Regions from separate parts of the Gossypium arboreum genome. Here region 2 is linked to region 1. The links are chromatin contacts, called in public Hi-C maps. All regions are on one chromosome and are shown on one strand. Each heading gives the region's core, a stretch centred on a gene start, on an enhancer-like site or on the middle of the called end of the contact. The rest is flanking DNA. Distances are from core to core; before and after follow the strand shown.

What was found. Hi-C and Micro-C count contacts between places; a contact is called where the count stands out from the background.
Region 2: a contact with region 1 is called in a Hi-C map of leaf, with 3 times the contacts expected there. The contact joins the promoter of LOC108488503 here to the promoter of LOC108489548 in region 1. A contact is called at or near these places in 2 of 5 Hi-C or Micro-C datasets (both in leaf).

What each region holds. Positions count from the first base shown.
Region 1 is chr10:19,938,646-19,944,591 of ASM2569848v2, reverse strand. It overlaps LOC108489548 (aminopeptidase P1-like), which reads left to right and starts at 2,201. Exons shown (of 16, transcript XM_017794179.2): 1 at 2,201-2,574; 2 at 2,668-2,731; 3 at 2,834-2,973; 4 at 3,059-3,343; 5 at 3,421-3,543; 6 at 3,677-3,955; 7 at 4,209-4,295; 8 at 4,487-4,551; 9 at 4,717-4,783; 10 at 5,218-5,352; 11 at 5,484-5,564. The coding sequence starts at 2,482.
Region 2 is chr10:20,101,843-20,107,788 of ASM2569848v2, reverse strand. It overlaps LOC108488503, which reads left to right and starts at 2,191. Exons shown (of 3, transcript XM_017792779.2): 1 at 2,191-2,414; 2 at 2,510-2,643; 3 at 2,736-3,089. The coding sequence starts at 2,239. The coding sequence ends at 2,809. It overlaps LOC108487181, which reads right to left. Exons shown (of 9, transcript XM_017791449.2): 7 at 5,234-5,320; 8 at 4,974-5,067; 9 at 4,103-4,868. The coding sequence ends at 4,378.

The DNA of each region.
Region 1 (5,946 bases), core at 952-3,451:
CCCGCTACTCCAGACCCTTTTTTCCATTTGCTTAATTCCATGCCGTCTTTCTTCACTCCTGGTTTTTATTTTTTTCCGTTTCCGAAATATATTTTCAGTCAAAAGAAATCGTTATACCCGTCAAATAATAAACTTCACAGGAAAATGGAAATAAAAAAAATAAAAATCTCAAATATTATCATTTATATATGTTACATAAATGGTTTCCTTATCAAGTTTTGATGTTGTTCAACAGAAAGAAATTGGTAAATATTTAATGAGTAAATAAAGTTCACTAAAAATATATAACATAGTCTTTTAATCATAATCATTAGATATTTTCACTTCATTTACACCAATAAAATATATAAATAACGAAGAAAATTGTAATGTTGATGGTGTGATAGCGGAGGGGTTAACTTACTCGAAGTCCCTCACTTTGGCCATTCAGACGAGCATGAAGGGTCCTTCTGGACAAGTACAGGTTCGTCCAAGATGGAGGGTACCACCCTCCTGGTTTGTATAAACTAAACACGGATGGTACGGTGAAGCTTGACTCGGGCAAGGCAACTGCTGACGGACTGATCAGGGACTCTAATGGGAGCTGGATATCAGGTTGCTGCAGGAATATATGAGCTAAATGCTGGGCTTTGGGCAATATTGGATGGCCTGGAACTAGCTTGGGAGAAAAAATTAACTATGTTGTTGGTCGAAAGTGATAGCGTAAGTGCTGTGAAGATGGTTCAAGAACAAAGCAGAGCAGATGATACAAACCTGGTTAACATGGGAAGTTACGGTGCAGTACACACCACGGCTGGTTAACATGGCTGCTGACTGTATGGCAAACGTGAAAGCAGATGAAGCTTTGAATCTGTTTATTTTCAATACACCGCCTGTAACAGTGAAGACAATTATACTCCGATATTTAATGGATGCTTCTATGTAATGCTTTTGGCTAATTTCTTAAATTAGCTTCTTCTTTTTTTTCAATCAAAATAAAATAAAATAAAAACGCAGAGGGAGAAAGTAAGGGAAAAAAGGCAAAAAAGGTAATTAAAAGGAACTCAACCCATCTAACATTACTTATTGGTTGAAATTAATGCATTATCTGTGTTTGAAACTGATGCTTAATGAAAATGAGAAAAAATGGTTTGGAGCTCACTTATTGGGGGAAGGTAACAATTGGGTCGACGCACCCGGGTGTAACAATTATATTTTATAATTTTGTTGGTTATTGTTTTCGAATGTCTGAAGTCTCTTGTCAAATGTAATCTTTACGATTTATTTATAAATGGAAGCTTTAAATTTATGATTGCACTTTTCTTTTTTTAAAAAATAAAAATCCTTGATTTTACTTCCCAAATAATATTATAAAGATTACCGAAACTTAGCTTAGAAATGTTAATAATTCCAAAAAATATTACTACTAGCGATGTCTTTGCTCATCTCGTCAAACCATCCATGGAATCCCCTACTAACACCAGGGCGTAACAAGGCTATGGCAAGCCCCTAAAATGAAAAAAATCATTTAGGTTGTTTAAAATTTTAAAATTTTAAATTAATAAGTAAAATTATACTTTAATCTCTTAAAAATGATAAATTTTGATTTAATCTTTTAAAATTATAAGCATATAAACTATCAAAATAATAAAATTACATTTTATTATCGAAAAAATTATAATTTAATTTCGACGCATAAAATTTTTTCTAGTTTTACTCCTCACTAACACTAGTGAGTCAAATATCAATTTACAATCATTTCTACTCTACTCGTAACTCCAGATGAAGATAATATTATTTAGGTTTTATTTGATTTAATTTCCTCAATTTTTAAACAAAATGCAGTTGGGTTTCATATTAATTTTAGGTTATAGATTTTGACCAAATCAATTTTGTTTTATAGTTTTTAGACATTATTTGATAAATATTGTTTAAACAAATAAAAATTATATAATATTTGTAAATTATTATTTTAAATAAAAATATTTAATTTTTATACCAAATAAAATTTAATACAATTTAAATAAACTTAAGTTGTAAATAAATAAATAAAAAGGTACAAACATTTCTATTTCTTTATTTTGTTTTCTCAGCCAAATATGATATCTAATTACCATGCCCTGGGAGGCTACTTCATTTATTACTAAGATATTTCAAAACCAGAAGCAAAGTAAAACAAGATCTGCATTGAAAATATCATGTCAAAGCTTGACAGTACGGAACATACGAAAGTAAAACAAGGAGCAAGTTGTAACAGTTAATTCGATGTAATTATAACACAAACAAAACAAATAATACAACTATTATTTTTTTTGTAGTCAAATCGAGACATCCTTATCTCAGCTTACACACTGCCTAACCTCCTGAAATCAGCACCCAATTCTCTTGGGTTCCTCAATCCTCGCTTTGTTTTAAAAGCAATCGCAACCCATCTGAAGAATAACTCGAAAACTTTCCTACAATTTTCAACCAAAAAACAGCTACTCTCTCGTTCGGTCTTTGATGGAGGAAATACTTTCTGCTTTGAGGTCTTTAATGGCCTCTCACTCTCCTCCTCTCCATGCCTTAATCGTACCTTCTGAAGATTATCATCAAGTAAACCCACTTTTCTTTTTCTTTAAATAGTAATTCCTTTAAAATATTTCAACTAATCTTTTTATGGGTTTAATTTTGAATCGATTTTTGCAGAGCGAATATGTTTCTGATCGTGATAAAAGGCGCGAATTTGTTTCTGGATTCACTGGAAGTGCAGGTTTTCTTTTTTCTTTATAAAGTTTCGTCTTATCATTATTATTAGTAAAGATTATATTGATTTTGAAAATAAGATTAGACTGATTTTGGAAATCTATTTCAGGTTTGGCACTTATTACAAAAGATGAAGCAAGGCTATGGACGGACGGCCGATATTTCTTGCAAGCGATGCAGCAGCTTAGTGATCAATGGCAACTGATGCGAATCGGAGAAGATCCTTCAGTTGATTCCTGGATATCTGATGTAAGTTTTACCATTCTGCCCCCCGAAATTTCAATCTTGTTCTTCAAATTTTGACTTACTAATTTTTTTTTACTAACTAATATAGAATTTGCCGAGAGAGGCAGCTATTGGGGTCGATCCTTGGTGTGTATCAGTGGATACGGCTCAAAGATGGGAACGTGCTTTTGCGAAAAACCACCAGAAACTAATACAAACCTCAAGCAATTTGGTTGATGAGGTGTGGAAAAACCAGCCACCCGCTGAAACTAACCCAGTTATCGTTCATCCCTTGGAATTTGCTGGTCGTTCTGTTGCTGAAAAGTTGAAAGATTTGAGAGAGAAGCTTGCTATTGAAAAGGCTTGTGGAATTATTATCACAGCTTTAGATGAGGTATGATTTATCAAATTGTTGGTCGAGTGGAATATGCTGAGTTGTTATATTTTGGAGTTCAAATACCTACTTTGCAGGTGGCTTGGTTATATAATATCCGTGGGAGTGATGTCTCTTACTGTCCAGTCGTTCATGCATTTGCTATTGTAACATTGAACTCGGCTTTCCTTTATGTGGACAAGAGGAAGGTTTCATCTAAGGTAGGATTTCATATTTCAGTTTGTAGGAGTTTTCAATTTTTATTCATTGGTGTTCTCTGCATATCAGTAGTTATTGCAAGCCCTGCATGAAGATAGGAGAAGGTTTTTACTGATTACATGTATGTTAATGCAGGTGAGCTCTTCCATACAAGAGAATGGAATTGAAGTTCGGGAGTATAGTACTGTGAGCTCAGATGTTGCGTTGTTAGCATCTAATCAGCTTGATAAGGACACAGGATTAAGTTCTGGTCAAAATGGTGTTTGTGAAAGTGGCACATGTGAAGCAGAAGAAAACAATAATGATCTTATATGGGTTGATCCTGCTTCATGCTGCTATGCATTATTTTCGAAACTAGATGCTAAGAAGATGCTCCAGCAGCAGTCACCTTTGGCCCTTGCTAAAGCCTTAAAGGTTGTCGATGCACTTCCTATCTAGTTGAATCTTACTATAGAAGTGTATAAAATATGCTTATTTGGTGTCTCTTTTGATATTCTGGAAATAATTTATTTAGGAGTTGGAACAACTTAGATTTTGGATGTTTACTTGTAAACTTACAGTAGTGAAGAAGCCGTTACTTATTTGAAATAATCTTTAATATCTATAGAGAAACTGAGATTGATCGTATTCCATTTAAATTAATTTGTTGTTCAAATCTGTATTCTAGAATCCAGTTGAGTTGGATGGATTAAGGAATGCACATATCCGGGATGGTGCAGCTGTTGTGCAGTATCTTGTCTGGTTGGATAAACAGGTATAGGACTTTGATCTTTATATATTATATCTCTTGCAAATTCATAAAACTTCTATTTGATTGTTTAAGATTCTACCCTCATCTGGTTTAGATTGGATATGTTTTCAAAGTACAATATTTCTCAACATATGCAACAAGATTTTAGGCTGTTGTTAGGCTTGTAATGATGCTATTCTCTTTCAAATGCTCAGATGCAAGAGATTTATGGGGCTTCTGGCTACTTCTTGGAGGGGAAGGGACGAAGCAAAAAAAGATCGTAAGCTATCAAATTGCTAGTTGATATATTTCCTCTCTTTCACCCCTGCACTTGGCTGTTTTTTGAGCCTGAAACCAAACAGGCTGTCCCCATCTGACAAAAATTTCTGAGCTATAGGTGCACTGACTCTTGGTGTTTTTTCATGCTATTGAATGAACCAAGCAGAGAGACTATGAAACTGACTGAGGTGACTGCTAGTGATAAGTTGGAGGGATTTCGTGCAACAAAAGAGGTAACAGTACTTTTGATAAAGTTATATTGTGATAATAAGGAAAATTATTCAAACTGTTGTTTTTGGTATAACAATAAAAATAAAATGTGAGAGTGGCATTCTTGAATTACTAGTGATAAGCTGTGTTGTTTTGTGTCCATCATCAACTGGCAACAACTTTGTTTTGTAAACTTGAGCATCATAGTGTTTGAAGTTAAGAGTTTTCTAATTGTCAGAACTTATGAGCATTTCAAAAGAAAAAGAAAAATTGGAACTCATAAGCATTTAGTGTGAAATGAGCATCTTTGCTCCAGTTGTTGCTAACATGCTGTGCATGCATTAATAGCTGTTCATGTTCCAAAATTTTTCTTTGTTCTTTGTTCTTGTTGCTAAAATGTTATGCATTATTTGTATTTTGATCATGCCACAAAAAATAATTCTATTACTAATTGCAGCACTTTAGAGGCCTAAGTTTCCCTACTATTTCTTCGGTTGGTCCAAATGCGGCCGTCATTCATTACTCACCTCAGCCTGAAACATGTGCTGAGCTTGATCCAGATAGCATTTATCTATTTGATTCAGGAGCGCAGGTATTCTATCACATCCTAATATTTTGCTTCTATCATTAACCAAAACCATCAGTAAAGCCTACTATTTCTTATTCTAGATTCTTAGTCTGATTCTTAATCTATAACTGACAATCTTGATGGCATCATTGAAGTATCTAGATGGAACAACTGATGTAACTCGGACAGTTCATTTTGGAAAGCCTTCAGAACATGAGAAGGCTTGCTATACCTCAGTAAGTGGCTTCTGATGTATTCTCTTTTGGATATTTCTTATTGTGTGTCTATATTCATGTTTCTTTTTGTCACACTGTACCAATCTGGAATTCTGATGTGCTTCTATTTCCAAAGCTCCTGATGGATATGTGATACAAACCATATCCTTCTCTAGGCATTTTTTTTTTTTTGCCTTGGAAATGATGTGTCACATGAATGATTGTGACATGTGATAGGAACCATAGCGTGATTGGGATGTCTAATCTAATCTGTATTTGACTATACATATTAAGCCTTAAATTAAATAATATTTAGTTATAAGAATGTAATATCTTTGTCAGAATAGAACAAAATAAATTATTTGTGGTGATAAATCCAATGAGTTATCAATAGTGATCATTT
Region 2 (5,946 bases), core at 942-3,441, 160 kb before region 1:
ATATGCCTTGGTATTTTCCTTCCCATACGCTTGAGAGGTTGTAGGCAGGCTGTGGTCAAGAAGAGAGAGAGAAAGTTTCTATTACCCTTGTCCATGTGATCCGTTTTAAGCGCTAAAAGTAGTTTGATTCATTATTTGAGCTGCCCGTGGATGGCTTATTACTTGTTTTAACAAATGGGGCGAATTCAGACATTGACAAAATTGATCTTGGTCGGTGAAGACTGTTGCCTACCTTCTTTTAAAGTAGATGGTACAACTTATTGTTCATTTTTCTTCACAAAACCATACTTGAAGCCCATGGTCATTTGCCATACACTTTGAACCTGTAACATTTGACAGTTCTGTATACAACAAAAAGAACGATATGCCTATAAAATGAAAGCAAGAGAGAGAGGGAACATTGAAGAAGAAAAGAAACCATTTTCGGATTGAATTGGCAAGGGAGGTTGAAAGAAAATTTGCCATTCTTTTAAGTGGTTGTATGAAGCAATATGCTTCAATTTTCTTGAGGGTTGTCCTTGTTACCGAGTATTAATTAGTATAATTTCATAACCTTGTTGATTTTTCTTCTACTATCCTCTCATTTGAATACACTGTTTTAGTTTATAAACTTGTGGATTTCAGTCTTTTTTTGCTTCATAGTTGAGATTCAAATATGAGAACTAGATGGAATATTAGGACCAATATTGCTCCACAAATTGAACGGGAAATGGATTAATGGCCCTCTTTTATCATCATGTGGCTGAGGCTCCAGACATATCCTTTTTTCTGGCATTTTATTGTCGCAGATGTCTTTTAATTGCACCAGACTTGTTTTTTCTCCACTGGAGTTTCACAACATTGTTTGTATTTCTTTACCATTTATTAACTTAATATATAATATCTTATTATCAAAATTTTCAAATTAAATTTTTTAATTATTTTGATTTAATTTTTTAATATAATAAATAAATTTACATATTTATATATTAATTAATCAAAATATTTAAATAAATATATAAATAATGTACCTATATTTTTGTAATTTTAACATTTTAGTTATTTATTAAATTTTCAAATATGTTATAAGTTGCATTACCCGTAAATATTACTCTAATATCTTTAATGGTTATTTTAATTTATTATATTTCATTTTGTTACCACTGCAATGATTAAATCTAAACACATGTCTCACTTTTGACTTTAATTTTATTGCTGTAATACCCTAAGTTTGTAGGAATTGATACTAAGGAATTGCTAGTATTAGAGATTAGAGCCCATGCTTGACGGTAAAGCCTGGAAGGCGTCAACCACTAGTATCAACCCTCTAGTGCATTTACAATGACAGTGGCTTGTCTCTAACGAAGGAAGAATTCCTAGTATCAATTTTGATTTACAAGGTTAAAATATAATACAAAAGAAGCAAAGCAAAGGAGTTGCCGATCAATGAAAGTGAACACAGAGTCAAGCACTCAAGAACAGAGGTCACGCTTAAAGGCAAAGCCTAAAAAGGCACCAACCACCAATATCAACCCTCTAGTGCATTTACAATGACAGTGGCTTGTCTCTAATGAAGGAAGAATTCCTAGTATCAATTTTGATTTACAAGAGCAAAGGCCTCCATTAACGGTAACAAATGTAAGTCCAAACTTGTAGGGGTTAGGAGGCCCTCCCTCCTTGTCCTTCGCCATTTCCTCATTGTCACATTTTCCTTTCCACGGCGGTGTAGCTCCGTGCACGAGACCAAGTTTTGTGAATGTTTTGTTTAATTCGGGCAATAAGTTCCATCCAGCTAAACCATGTATATTGGGCCTTCTTTTTCGAGCACCAATGAGTCACTTTAATTTCTTCTCAATTTCCAATGGGCCTTGTCGTTTTTGTTTCCGTCAACAGACAGAAACTCACCTTTCCTTTACCCTTAATTTTTTATTTCGTTTATCATAATCCTTTTTCCCTTTAATTAATGTCCGAGATTGCCTACTTCATCCATCAGGCTTGGTTCACACCGTTCCTTGTCGAAATATTAGAGGCCTAAGTGTCGGCAACTAGTGGTTTCTGTAGAACCCGTATATTTCATTGGCCCTCCTCGAGTGCCATCTGGGTCATGGACATTCATCAGAAGCTACATTTCCTACACTCCACACCTGTCCATTAACATTTTCTACGTGTCTTAACATAACAAGAAAGAAGGTTTCTAGTATTGTCCTTTTAAGTAAACAATGTTCAATAATTTCACAACCCGAAAGAAGATAGGCGGAAATGAAAGCCATCCGATCGGTTCGAGCTCAGCCACCAGCAGTTTTCACTCCATCTCTGCGAGCTTCTTTAAGTCATCATAAAAGTTCAGTGATCAGCTTCAGGCCAATCATCACAAGTTGTTCCAAGCAACCAGAAAGCATGGAGCAGAAAGACGAAAAGCCTGAACAAAAACCTGGGTTAGAATATATTAATGAAGATGTTGCTTCTCTTTTTCTTCCCATGTCTACTACTACTACTAGTGGTTTTGAAACTGTTTGTTTCATGTGTTAAGGGATGTCATGTCTGAGTCATTCGGAGAGGGATATGCTACGAGATCAGATGAAGAAGGATTTGGAGGAATTTATGGAGAGAACGAGAGTATATCTGACATAAAAAAAAACAAGGAGATTCATGGAAGTCACCCAGGTTAGTAGTAGAGTAGAATGGTTAGGTAGTAGTAAGTAAAACTTGTTTTAATTGAACTGTATTTGATTTGTGGGTGGGTGCAATGCATGAAGCTTATGACAAGACGCAGGGGAGTGAAGTGAAGGAGAAGGAGAAAGCCAGGAATCAAACTCACGCTTCCTCTTAACTCATGGATGGAAAACCCAACTATGTTCACAAGTACCCTCCTCCATTTTGTTTCATGTGCGCCTTACCTTGCATTAGTTTATTATCTTCAGTTTTTTACTGCAGTTCTATATATGTAAGGGTTATTACACGGCTTAAGCTGTTACCAAACTTTCTCCTAAACAAACATCTTTAGCTGTATCTGTGAAAGCCCTAAAGCCTTCCTCCATCACCCGTCTATTGTTTTTTTTGCTCTTTTTACGTTATAAATTAATGGTTAAATTTCAGCTCTATCCTTCTAATTTCCATGTTCCGCTCAAATTTTAGATTTTATTTTTATATTTTAATTTTGATATAATTTCACATACTAACTTCTAAATGAGCCCAGCTTTTCGATTTGATCGAGTTGAATTTTTTTCAAACTCAGACGTGGTTTTTCATTTTTTTAGAAAATGCTCCAATTTTAATTTTTTGATTTAAATATTTAAATCAAAATATTAATATAAACTTTTTAATAATACTATTCTAATAGAAAATTATATATTTCAATGATGATTTCGAATGGTTTTTACTAAAAATTAATTATTATTTTCACATTATTTTTATTACTATATAATTAATTGTTTTTATGTTTTAAAATACCATATCAAAGAATTTAATCGAAAATTTTAATAGTGTTGATTTTGTCATCTTATTTTTATTTTTAAATTTAATTTTTGATAACTCAACTTTTAATATAAACATTTCGTTTTAATTAAAATGTTTATGTACATGTATTTAAATACACAAGCTTTTACTTTTTATTGAAATTTTACAATAATGAGATCTTTATATTATTCTTACATTATATTTTATATAATGGAATAGTTAACCTAGATATGTTATTATAATTAAAATGCTGACATGTATGTATTTTTATTTTTATTAATATTATATAATAATAATGAAATTTCAATTTTCTTTGGGAATTAATTTTTCATATAATTTAGTACTTTAATTTTTAATGTATTTAACTTATTTTATTTTAACTGTGAATTTTTAAGAATAGTTAATATTACTACAAGTATTTATTAAATTTAAGATCATAGCAATATTATTTTTTATTACATGATTATTAAGTAATTATTACTCGATGATAAATTTAATAAAAGAATTTTAAATGTATTAACATTTAAATTTAAATGGAGAAAGTAAAAAGGAAACCTTGCAAACGAAAGTACTGAAATTAAATAAAAAAATGAAAAATATGAGAATCTAGAGTATATTTTGACTCTTAAATGTTTACTCTAATTTACGTGAAGCATGGCAGAAACCATAAAAGAATTAAAGGATACTTGATTGAACTCAAATTACATATGTACGTTATTTTACACATTGAAAGAAGAAAAAGCTTTGATCTGCAATGAAACGATCATGCTTTGGTGAACAAAAAATGTTTACCAATCATTGAACGAACGATTAAATTTAGGAGTCTAATTTTCGGATATTAATACATCAATAGAGTACGATCCACATTTATCATTTCTATTACCGCTAGAAATAAAAATGCACTGCATGTGCTGAACGAAGAAAAACAGTAGTTGGGATAATTCAACTTGCAGAAGGTGGTGGGGGAGGGGGTGGCATTGACATTTGGGACATAGGAGGCCTTCCACCCATTTGCTGTTGCGGCCAACCATGTGGTGCTCCCATTCCCATTGGTGGCGGAGGCCTTGAAAGACCAGATACTGATTGTGGGGGTGGTGGTGGTGGCATGTTTGGCAGAGGTGGCCTGTACTGCATTGCAGGAGGAGGCATGACTGGAGGTGGAATTTGTTGTCCAAGATGCTGTGGCTGACCCTGCCAAGGTGATTGTCCGGCAAGCTGCATTTGTGGGTAGGGAACATTTTGAGGGGGTGGAGGCCGTGCTACTGGCATAGGGCCAGGAGGAACAGTGCCATTTGGAAAAGGTCGTGGCGGCACCGGTGCTCCTATACCACCATTGGCCTGGGGACCAGAAGGAAGTGTTGGAGGTCCACTCGCAAACAAAGTATGGGGCCTGCTCTTCTGGGAACTTGGATTGCTTGCTGCCAAAACCCTCTCTGTGTTACAAGGAAAAAGTTTCAGTCTAAATACCAAACCAATAATAGTAATAGAAATGGAACTACAAGGTAAGATCAGGTGTGGTAAAAAAGGAAAAAATGAACCTGCTGGGGTGCCATGACGCTCCCCTTTGGTGTCTTTCTTATATGCGTAAGAAACTGTTATTTGACGGTTACAGAGGTACTGGCCGTTCATTGCCTGTAGTCGAAGAGAAAGTAAACATATTTTGCAAGATATATGAAACAAGTCAATCATGTAGACTGTGATCACATCACATATTCACATTCCATTGAAGCAGTGATAACAACAATAAAAAATGCTATTCTGAGTAGCAAATAGCATGCAAGTGGCATTGCAAACATACCTCAATAGCAGCATCAGATGCCTCAAATGAATCATAGCTGATGAATCCAAAACCGCGTGAATTTCCAGTCTCAGGATCTCTCATTATCTGATATCAGAAAGTGATCATCAGAACTCACTGACAAAAAGAGTGCATAATAACCCAAATGATGGGAAACATTGAAATATTTTAAATATCTAGTTAACTTCTTATTCACTTTCTGAGCACACTATCGACGACTTTCAAGAGATAAGCAGAACGAGACTAGGATTCAGTATTAGTTTTAGTATCATTCAGTTCTCCGGAAAACAAAAAATAAAAAAAAAATGAAAAAGAAAAGATATGCCAGTCCATCTAGTAGATTATGCCATCACATGACCATGCAGATATATTCAAAGCTGATACTAACTTAGAAAATGTGGCTGCTCAGAACAAAAACACGCCACCCTACTCTGTCAATATCACAGGTCCGTTCAACTTCATCTCATCATTAATCATGAATAAAGTTATGATGGAAAACACTTTAGTTCAACCCACAAACTTCATATTCTTTAACTGGTGCAATAGTTGATTAATTATATTTGAAGTCAAAAAGCAGCAAAGCATCAATAACTAAACAAGCAAATGAAGACATGTAGGCATGCACTTCCACATATGGAGAAAGCTGAGCTAATTTATCTATGGTTTACCATGAGATAGAATGAAATAGTAAAAAGAAATCAGCAAGCAAGTAC